Regions from separate parts of the Rattus norvegicus genome. Here region 1 is linked to region 2. The links are chromatin contacts, called in public Hi-C maps. All regions are on one chromosome and are shown on one strand. Each heading gives the region's core, a stretch centred on a gene start, on an enhancer-like site or on the middle of the called end of the contact. The rest is flanking DNA. Distances are from core to core; before and after follow the strand shown.

Region 1 (4,172 bases), core at 66-2,565, 410 kb before region 2:
ATCCTGAAAGGTTTTTCTGCAGCAAAGCCAAGAGTCAGCTTTTCTCAGAATCCAGGTCCCTAATAGATAAGGGAACTCCTCAGACAGCTGGTGGCAGTGTGGAAGAACGTCTAGTCCCTGCTGACAATCCTCCTTTCCAACTTTGGAAAGACCGTAAGGACTACCCTGAGCCTACTCAGATAATCAAAGATAATATTCCTGCTTAAGGTCAGTGATTAGCAATTTGAATTCCATCTGAAGGCTGAATTCCTTTTTCATGACCAAACATCTGCTTCCTAGGAATTATTAGGTGACTATGCCTCTGCGTGAGGAAGTGGGAGTGGGAGGGGGCCGAGGAGGACAGCAGGGCTAGCCTGGGCTACATTATGCGAGTGAAACCACCTCAAACAACAATAAGAACAAAACAACTCTGAGGAGACGCTGTGGCAAATTTCTTGAGTCTTTAACACTGATATTCGCTAGAATGGAAATTGTCATTCTTCTTCTGTTAAAATTTATTTAATCGGGCTTAGTTCGAAGGCCAGAAAATAGGACTCAAGATCTTGATGAATCCTTACGAGGAGGGTGGGCGAAGTTCTCTTAATGACATCTGGAGATAGTGTGAGAGATTTCTGGAGAGATTGAGTGGGTGAGGAGTGCGTATCCTTAACTGAAGCTGAGGGTATAAAATTCCAGCAAAAGGAATCAAGGAGCAAACTTCCTTCAAGGCTAAGAAAGAACTAAGAGTTTAATTACTAGGTCTCCATGTAGCAGACACTACTGAATTGAAGAGATTGATTAGTGTAGTCTTCATAGGTAAAGGCTATATGTGGTTCAATCCAAAAGCGGATATAACGAGGTTATTCTATTATTTGTTATGAACTAATGTAGTCAAAATGAATTAAGAGTGATAAGAAAAGAGCAGGTTCCACCGAGATTTGAACTCGGATCGCTGGATTCAGAGTCCAGAGTGCTAACCATTACACCATGGAACCAGCACGAAGGCAGCATAGCCTTCGGGTGTCTAATACTAACAAAACTCCGCCCCCAACCGGAAGTCAGACCTACTCCTCTCTTCCCTGAATGTTGGGTGAAAAACAAGCCAAAGGCTCTAAGGAGCGTCTTAAGATTGTTTTTCCTGTAAGAGTTCCCAAGCCGTGTGAGAATGTGGAGTCTACTTCAGCGAATTCCACCCTGCATAGCTCATGGGCGGGGTGCCTTTTCTCCGGAAGTACTTTCTGTGAGGGGCTGGGGCCTTTCGGAAGTGACGCAGACAGGGCGGGGCTCTTCACCGGGTCCGGCCGCTCAAGCTCTTCGCTCGGGTTACCCCTGCAGCGACGCCCCCTGGTCCCGCCGCCGTTACCACCGCCGCTCCCGCCCCTCAGCTCCTCGGCCGCGCCATGGGCACCCGCGACGACGAGTACGACTACCTCTTTAAAGGTGAGGCCGTGGACCACCGATAGCCCATTTGGGGCCGGAGACACTCCCGGGGGACCCGCGCAAGGCCAGCCCTGCCCAGGACAGAGTCCGCCTGGGCGCTTCCTTCCTGCCGCCCCGACGGGGGTCCCGCTGCTCGTCCGGGTACCCGCGCCCTTGGGAGGCCTGTCAGGCCGCGGCGCCCCTCGCTCTGTGTCCTCCCGGATGGCTGCGCTCCTCACGGCGGTGCAGTTCCTTCGGGCGTCTCGAGCCCCTCCTCTTGGATGCTTGCTGCTGGTCTCACATCCCCCTCTGACAGGCCCCTGCCTTTGCTAAGTACCTATATTGGGACGCCCACTGTCTCTATGGGTTTTTGTATTTTCTTTTCTGTTCGTTTCCCTTTCCTTCCCTCCTCGTGAGCCTTTCCTGGGATTCGGCCAGATTCGCCCGTCCCAGGGCCCCCACCCCCATCCCCGCAGACCTCGAGGTCAGTACCCGCGGACTGTCCCCTCCCTCCCCACAGACGGGCAACTCTGAGTCTCTCCTCTTCTCGTAATGTTTAGCGCTCCGGTGCGACCTGGCTTGTGGGAGGGAGAGAAGGGGAGGGTAAGAGGGGCTGTCCATCACTTCTGGCGTTCGTGCACTTGTCGCAGTGTCCAGCAGGCAGATGACTTCCCACCTCGCGGGGTTTTTTTTTGTTTGTTTGTTTGTTTGTTTGTTTTTTGTTTGTTTTTTACCCCTTTCCTTCTCTTGTCCCTGCCCAGCTAATCAGACCGGGATAACTCTTTTATTTGGCTTACGAGAAGGGGCTGCGGATGGGTGGTGGCTGTTATCCCTGCCAGACCTGAAGGCCCAGTTTCTGAACAGGAAAGGTTGTGCGCTGCACAAATACTAGCTAGCTTATCACTGTGGACTGGTTGCTTCCTGCTGCAATACTGGGAGGATCCAACAGGAAGGGAAGAACCCTGGTTGGCCACATACCTTTCCCAAACCGTGGGAGAGGGTTATAGTGGTAGCGTGCTCTTTTAGTCAAATCAAGAATTTATTACGGGGGGGGGGGGGGATGTGGAATCGGCAGACGAGAACATGGATGTAAATAGAGACTTGCTTATTGGTCGAGTCTGCGAAGAGGCCAAAGTGAAAGGATACAGTTCTCAGCGAAAAGAGAGTACAGTGAACGCTTTCTGTTCATGAATGCCTTCTCACTTTCGCAGTCTTGCTCTGCTCCTGAATTAGAAGGGCGGCCATCAGTAATTTGTTGAACAAAGATCATTACCAGAGAGGAAGAAGCCCTTGCTAGCAAAGCTTTACTGTGGAGGGTGGAGTTTCAAGAGTGTTAAGTGTGGTGAGTGTTCCTGACTTTGCCACTGGGTGCTAAGAATGATTGACTAAGTGAAGAAGCAGGAAACATTTCCAAATACTTTACAAGTCTTGGCATATTAGCTGCTGGTACACCCTTATCATTATTTACTCCTCGAAATATGCTATTTATAGGGTAAGTACCTTCAGTGTCTACCCTTACTACCATCTTGGAAAGAAATGTATAGATAAGAAGGTACCAAACTTTAAAAATACAACTAGAAAAGCCGGGTGTGGTGGTACAGGCTTTTAAAATCTCAGCATTGGGGAGGAAGAGGCAGGCAGTTCAGTCCAACCTGGTCTACAGAGTGAGTTTCAGGATAGCCAGGGCTACATAGTGAGTCCCTGTCTTTAAATAAATAAATAAATAAATAAATCAAAATTAAAACAAATAGGCCTGAGATGTTTATTTAAGGCATCTGAGATTATGTGAAATTACCTAAATCCTAAGGTTTAGTCAGTCAAGGGAGGCTTTTTTTTTTTTTTTTTTTGGTTCTTTTTTTTTTTTTTCCCGGAGCTGGGGACCGAACCCAGGGCCTTGCGCTTCCTAGGTAAGGGCTCTACCACTGAGCTAAATCCCCAGCCCCAAGGGAGGCTTATTTTTAAGTACTTTGTAATGGCATTTGGTATGTGAAGGTTGGTTATAGAAAGCTGTTTATTTTTCCCTAAGAATGTTAATTGATCCTAGATTGGCTGGAGGAATTAAAGTTTAATTTTTAGATTAGACCATCCTTTGAACAATGAGAAAACACAGGGGTTTTATGTTTCTTTGCCTTGTGACCTTGGAAAAGTTAACTTTTTTTTTTTTACATTTTACCTTTTGAGATTATGATATAATTATACTATTTCTCCCTACTCAACTTTTTGAGCCTTGGTTTCCTCAGTAAAGGAAATACTGTGAAACTTTTTGGGGAATGAGATAATAAGATTTAGCTCTTGCGAGGACTCAGTAAATGGGTATGAGTGAAGTGACAGTTCTTGTCAGACTTTTGAGCCATAAATCTTTATAAAAATTTAAAAATTGTATTTATTGATTTGTGTATGCTAATGTGTACTATAGCACATGTGTGGGTAAGAGAACACATTTTGGAAGTCAGTTTTTTCTTCTACCTAGACAGTCTCAGGGATCCAACTCGGGTCATCAGCTTGCATCAGCAAGCATCTTTACCCACTGAGCCACCTCACTAAATAGTAAATCTTTTTAAATTAAGGAACATGTAAGTTGTAATAAAGAAGCACAGAACCTAGGAACTCCTGAATTATTTCATGTCTACGTGGGTTCTGGTTTTATTTTTTGTATACTTTGCCATGTGAGACTGGGTGTTTAAAAATTCTGCTGAGATGAGTTTCCACTTTTTAGAAACTGCTACAGGATATGAGTCACTCTATTTTTTATTTCAACACTGATTACTTAGCCA
Region 2 (3,853 bases), core at 889-3,388:
CTCAGATGGCCAATGAGACAAACCACCGAAACAACCAAGCAAAAGGCTCTGGTCCATTACACATCATTTCTAAGAACTAATCATGTTTCTCAACATAATGTATAAAGCCAGGCCTGGGCACATGGAATCCCAGCAGTTGAGAGATGGAGGGAGGAGGAGTAAGGAAAGAGATCGAGGCTATTGGCTACGTATCATGACCCTGTCTCCAAAAGACTTGAGAGAGAAAAGAGAGGGTGTAAGGAAGAGAGCTGTGGATATGGCTAAGGATATGGCTCAGTACTTACCCTGGAATGCACAAAGCCCTGAGTTCCATCCCCAGGTACCTGCAATCCCAAGACCTAGCTACAGGCAGAAGGATCAGAAGTTTAACTACATGGCAAATTTGAACCCAACCTGGGTAGCTGACACCATAAGTAATTAATTTGAGGGAGTGGGTGGGGGGAAAAAGCAATTAATTTGTATGTTATTGCCCCAACACAAACCAAGGAGATGTGCAATGGACATTGGACTACTGTAATTATTCTCTGAGATAGCATCTCATGCATCCAGGCTGGTCTCCAATTTACTGTATAGCTAAGAACAGCCTCGAACTTCTGATCATCTTGTTCCTACATCCCCAAGTGATGGGATTATAGGCCTGTGTGCCTCCTGGGGGTAGGGCGGTGCTCAGCAAAGAACCTCGTGCTTGCTAGGCAAGCCCTCTGCCAACTAAGCTCCAGCCTTGTTTTAAACACTGATAAAAATCAACTCTGCATAAAACCCTAGGTATGCTGTTCCTTAAAGGGTGGTTCATTTGCGGACAATTTCGAGCTACAAAGTGCTGAAGAGAGATATTAAAGGCAGATTAGTACCTAATCGAAGTCATTCCTCCAACCCCATAGCACCAGTGGCTTTAAAAAGATAGCAAGGGAACTGGGGAGGGACTGGTGGACAGTTATCTAAAGCATTTTTTTATGTAGAGAACAATTTTGGCTACTCAGTGTCGTCTGGTCTCTCTGGAACTGACTCCTGTGTTAGACAGGAAGGGCCTCTTTCTTTGTGGAGAACGTTAGGAACCCTCCTTGCACTGTCGCCTGTGCGCCAGTTCTACATTATTTTCCCATTTGTACAAGTTTACCTTGAGTTTCACCGAGTGATTTGACACAAAGGTACAAGGAGGAGGGGACCGTGACTCTTTATGCATTCCCTGAGGGTGAAATGAGAGGCTGGTCCTGGTTTATTTCAGCTGTACTGGAAGAGCCATGTGTTTCCAGTCAACTGGGTCAGACACATTAACCAAAGGTTGCCAAGCAGTAAATTCCTTAGGTGCAGGCCCTGTGTTTTACTCACCATCGAATAGATGATGCTTAACCCGCTTTGAAGTTGAGCAGTTTCTAGCTTGAACATTGGTTCTGAAACTTAATAACTAGGTATCCTTGGACACTTAAGCTCCTTTAATGCAGCCTCACATACGGTGAAATGAGGATTAAAAATACACGCCCACTCCTTTGATTTAAGGAAGCTAAATGAGACTCTCCTGTATGAAGTTGCTAATGTAGCTCCAGTGGGCCCAGTGCTTGGAGAATCGAGGCTGTCTGGTCTCCCAAGATACTGTCCTTTTTGTCAAACACTACAAGCACAGTACTTAGTGATCATATCAATAGCAGTTTTAAGAATTCCTTTGCCAGAGGCTGCCAGCGCTATAAAAGTTATACAGTGTTTACCCCAAAGGACTGGTTTTCATTTTATCTGTAGTGTTTGAATATTTACATGCATTAAAATTTAAAATAAGCATATTTTGAAGGGGAAAACCAGGTTTGGCTAGCAGGGTTACCAGTATTTTTTTGCTGAGCCTTTCAATTCTTTCAGATATTGCAAAAATAAGGATGAAAAAACTCAATAGTTATTACCTCTGTTAATATGGCAAGCCCTTCCCACACCGGCCTGTGGGTAGAAAGAAAGTAAAAATAATCTTTTCACAAGGGAACTTTAGACTAGCTGCCACAGACTACCGTCTTACCCGCTGATTCTTTGGGTAAACAGTTTATCTACACTTTTCCCGCCCCGGGGCAACTAAGGCAAAGAGAGGAGTCAAAGGTGCAGGCAGGGCTGGGCCAGGCGTTTCCTCAGTGTAGGCTAGGTCGTTCCCGGTAGCGGGAACCCAAAAGCCGCCGCCTGCCCGGCCAGGCCGGAGGGGCGGGCCCCAGGCCTCGGCCTCGCCTCCACCTGCCGCCCGCCGCTTCCCGGCCACTGTGCCGGGCGACGCCGCCAGCATGCTGCAGAAGCGGGAGAAGGTGCTGCTGCTGAGGACCTTCCAGGGCCGGACGCTGAGGATCGTGCGCGAACACTATCTGCGGCCCAGCGTACCTTGCAACAGCCCCCTGTGCCCGCAACCTGCCACCTGCCGCAACGGTCAGGGCCGGGATGGACCGGGAAGGCCGGGGCGGGAAGAGCAAGGGAGGCCGGGGTCGGAGGAGAGAGGGAGGGTCGGAGGAGAGAGGGAGGCCCGGATCCGAGAGGGAGGCCGGCGCCAGAGGAGCGAGGGAGGGAGGCTGGGACCGGAGAGGGAAGCTGGGGCTCGAAGAGCGAGGGAAGCCGGGACCAAAGGAACAAGGGAGGCTGGGGCCTGACGTAGCGAGGGCGGCTGGGCGCGAGTAAAGGGAGCTGAGGCCTGAGGAGCGAGGGTGGCCGGGCCCTAGTGAAGGAAGCCGGACCCAACGAGACCGGAGAGCCGCAGCTTGTGGAGCAAGGGCGGCTTTGGGCTGGCGTCAAGGGCGGAGCCAGACCCTCGCGGACCGTAGGCAGCCGAAGCGAGCAAAGCAGTCTGGGCAGCCCAGGAGACGCCCTGGAGCGTCCGCAGTGCGTCCGGTCGTCCTTCCTAGTGATCGGAAGCAGACAGCACCGGCCTGCAGCTTCAGGGGCGCTCCTCTCAGGACCAGCCCACTGTAATGGCCGGGTCAAATGGGAGGCCCGAGAGCCTGCAGGCACCGGATGCTTCGGTTTTTCCTGGGGACCTGAGGGCGTAGGCACCTTCTTTCTCCCAAAAGTAGCTACTGGCATTGCTCCTGAGCTCACTGCTGGACTTTTGGCATTGCCTGCTCTGCTCCTACCAGTACGCAGACTCTCCAGCATGACAGCCTCTTTATCTTAGGACTAGGGACTTAGGCTGGGGAATGCTGGGAGCTAGACTTTCCCCGATTTTCAGGCAGCATGTTGCTGTTTGTTACCCCCGGGGAGATGAACCTGAGGAGGTCTTTTCAGAATACATAATCGAGGTCGCAGCTTGACCAAGCAGGTGTCAGTTGAGTGGAAACCCTGCCGCTGCCCATGGATTGTATAGCACAGCCTTTCTAGTATGTTTCTCTTTCAATCCTAGAACAGTGTAGCCATGTTCAGAAGCTTCAAACAGAACATCCTTGGAATTTTTAGGTACATACAAGTGATTAACACACACACACACACACACACACACACACACACACACACACACACACACATGTGCACTCTTGCTGTGACGGCTTAGTAGAAATTTAGCTTCTTCCAAGGATGTACTTGTTTTTAAAATATCAGTCATCCTCTTAAAGAAGTACTGGCAACAGCATAAACCATGTTGGGCTTGTATTTAATCACAGCTGAGGGGAGGGGGAAGCAATGAATCTGAACTTTGAGCCTCTACCAAACTAGATTTGTCTTGTCTTTTAAAAACTTCAAGGTGAAATTAAGATGAGAAGTTATTTTGCACACCGGGAGCACTGCGACATTGAAATAGTCATAAACCAGGTTTGAAAATGTTACCTAATCGCTTCCACTCTGAATTATGTTTCAGATGGGAAGCTCTTGTCTGCTGAAGTGACTCATTATGTGATCCCAGACT

What was found. A called contact is a pair of places that touch in the nucleus more often than the background predicts.
Region 1: a contact with region 2 is called in a Hi-C map of liver, with 2.2 times the contacts expected there. The contact joins the promoter of Rab11a here to the promoter of Dis3l in region 2. A contact is called at or near these places in 3 of 12 Hi-C or Micro-C datasets (frontal cortex, liver and mammary epithelial cells) and 1 of 1 datasets of contacts at active chromatin or transcription factors (oligodendrocytes).

Annotation. Positions count from the first base shown.
Region 1 is chr8:74,138,827-74,142,998 of GRCr8, reverse strand. It overlaps Rab11a (RAB11a, member RAS oncogene family), which reads left to right and starts at 1,315. Exons shown (of 5, transcript NM_031152.3): 1 at 1,315-1,419. The coding sequence starts at 1,380. Trnaq-cug5 (transfer RNA glutamine (anticodon CUG) 5) reads right to left here and starts at 974; the gene lies at 903-974.
Region 2 is chr8:73,733,812-73,737,664 of GRCr8, reverse strand. Dis3l (DIS3-like exosome 3'-5' exoribonuclease) reads left to right here and starts at 2,138. Exons shown (of 17, transcript NM_001008380.2): 1 at 2,138-2,391; 2 at 3,806-3,853. The coding sequence starts at 2,253.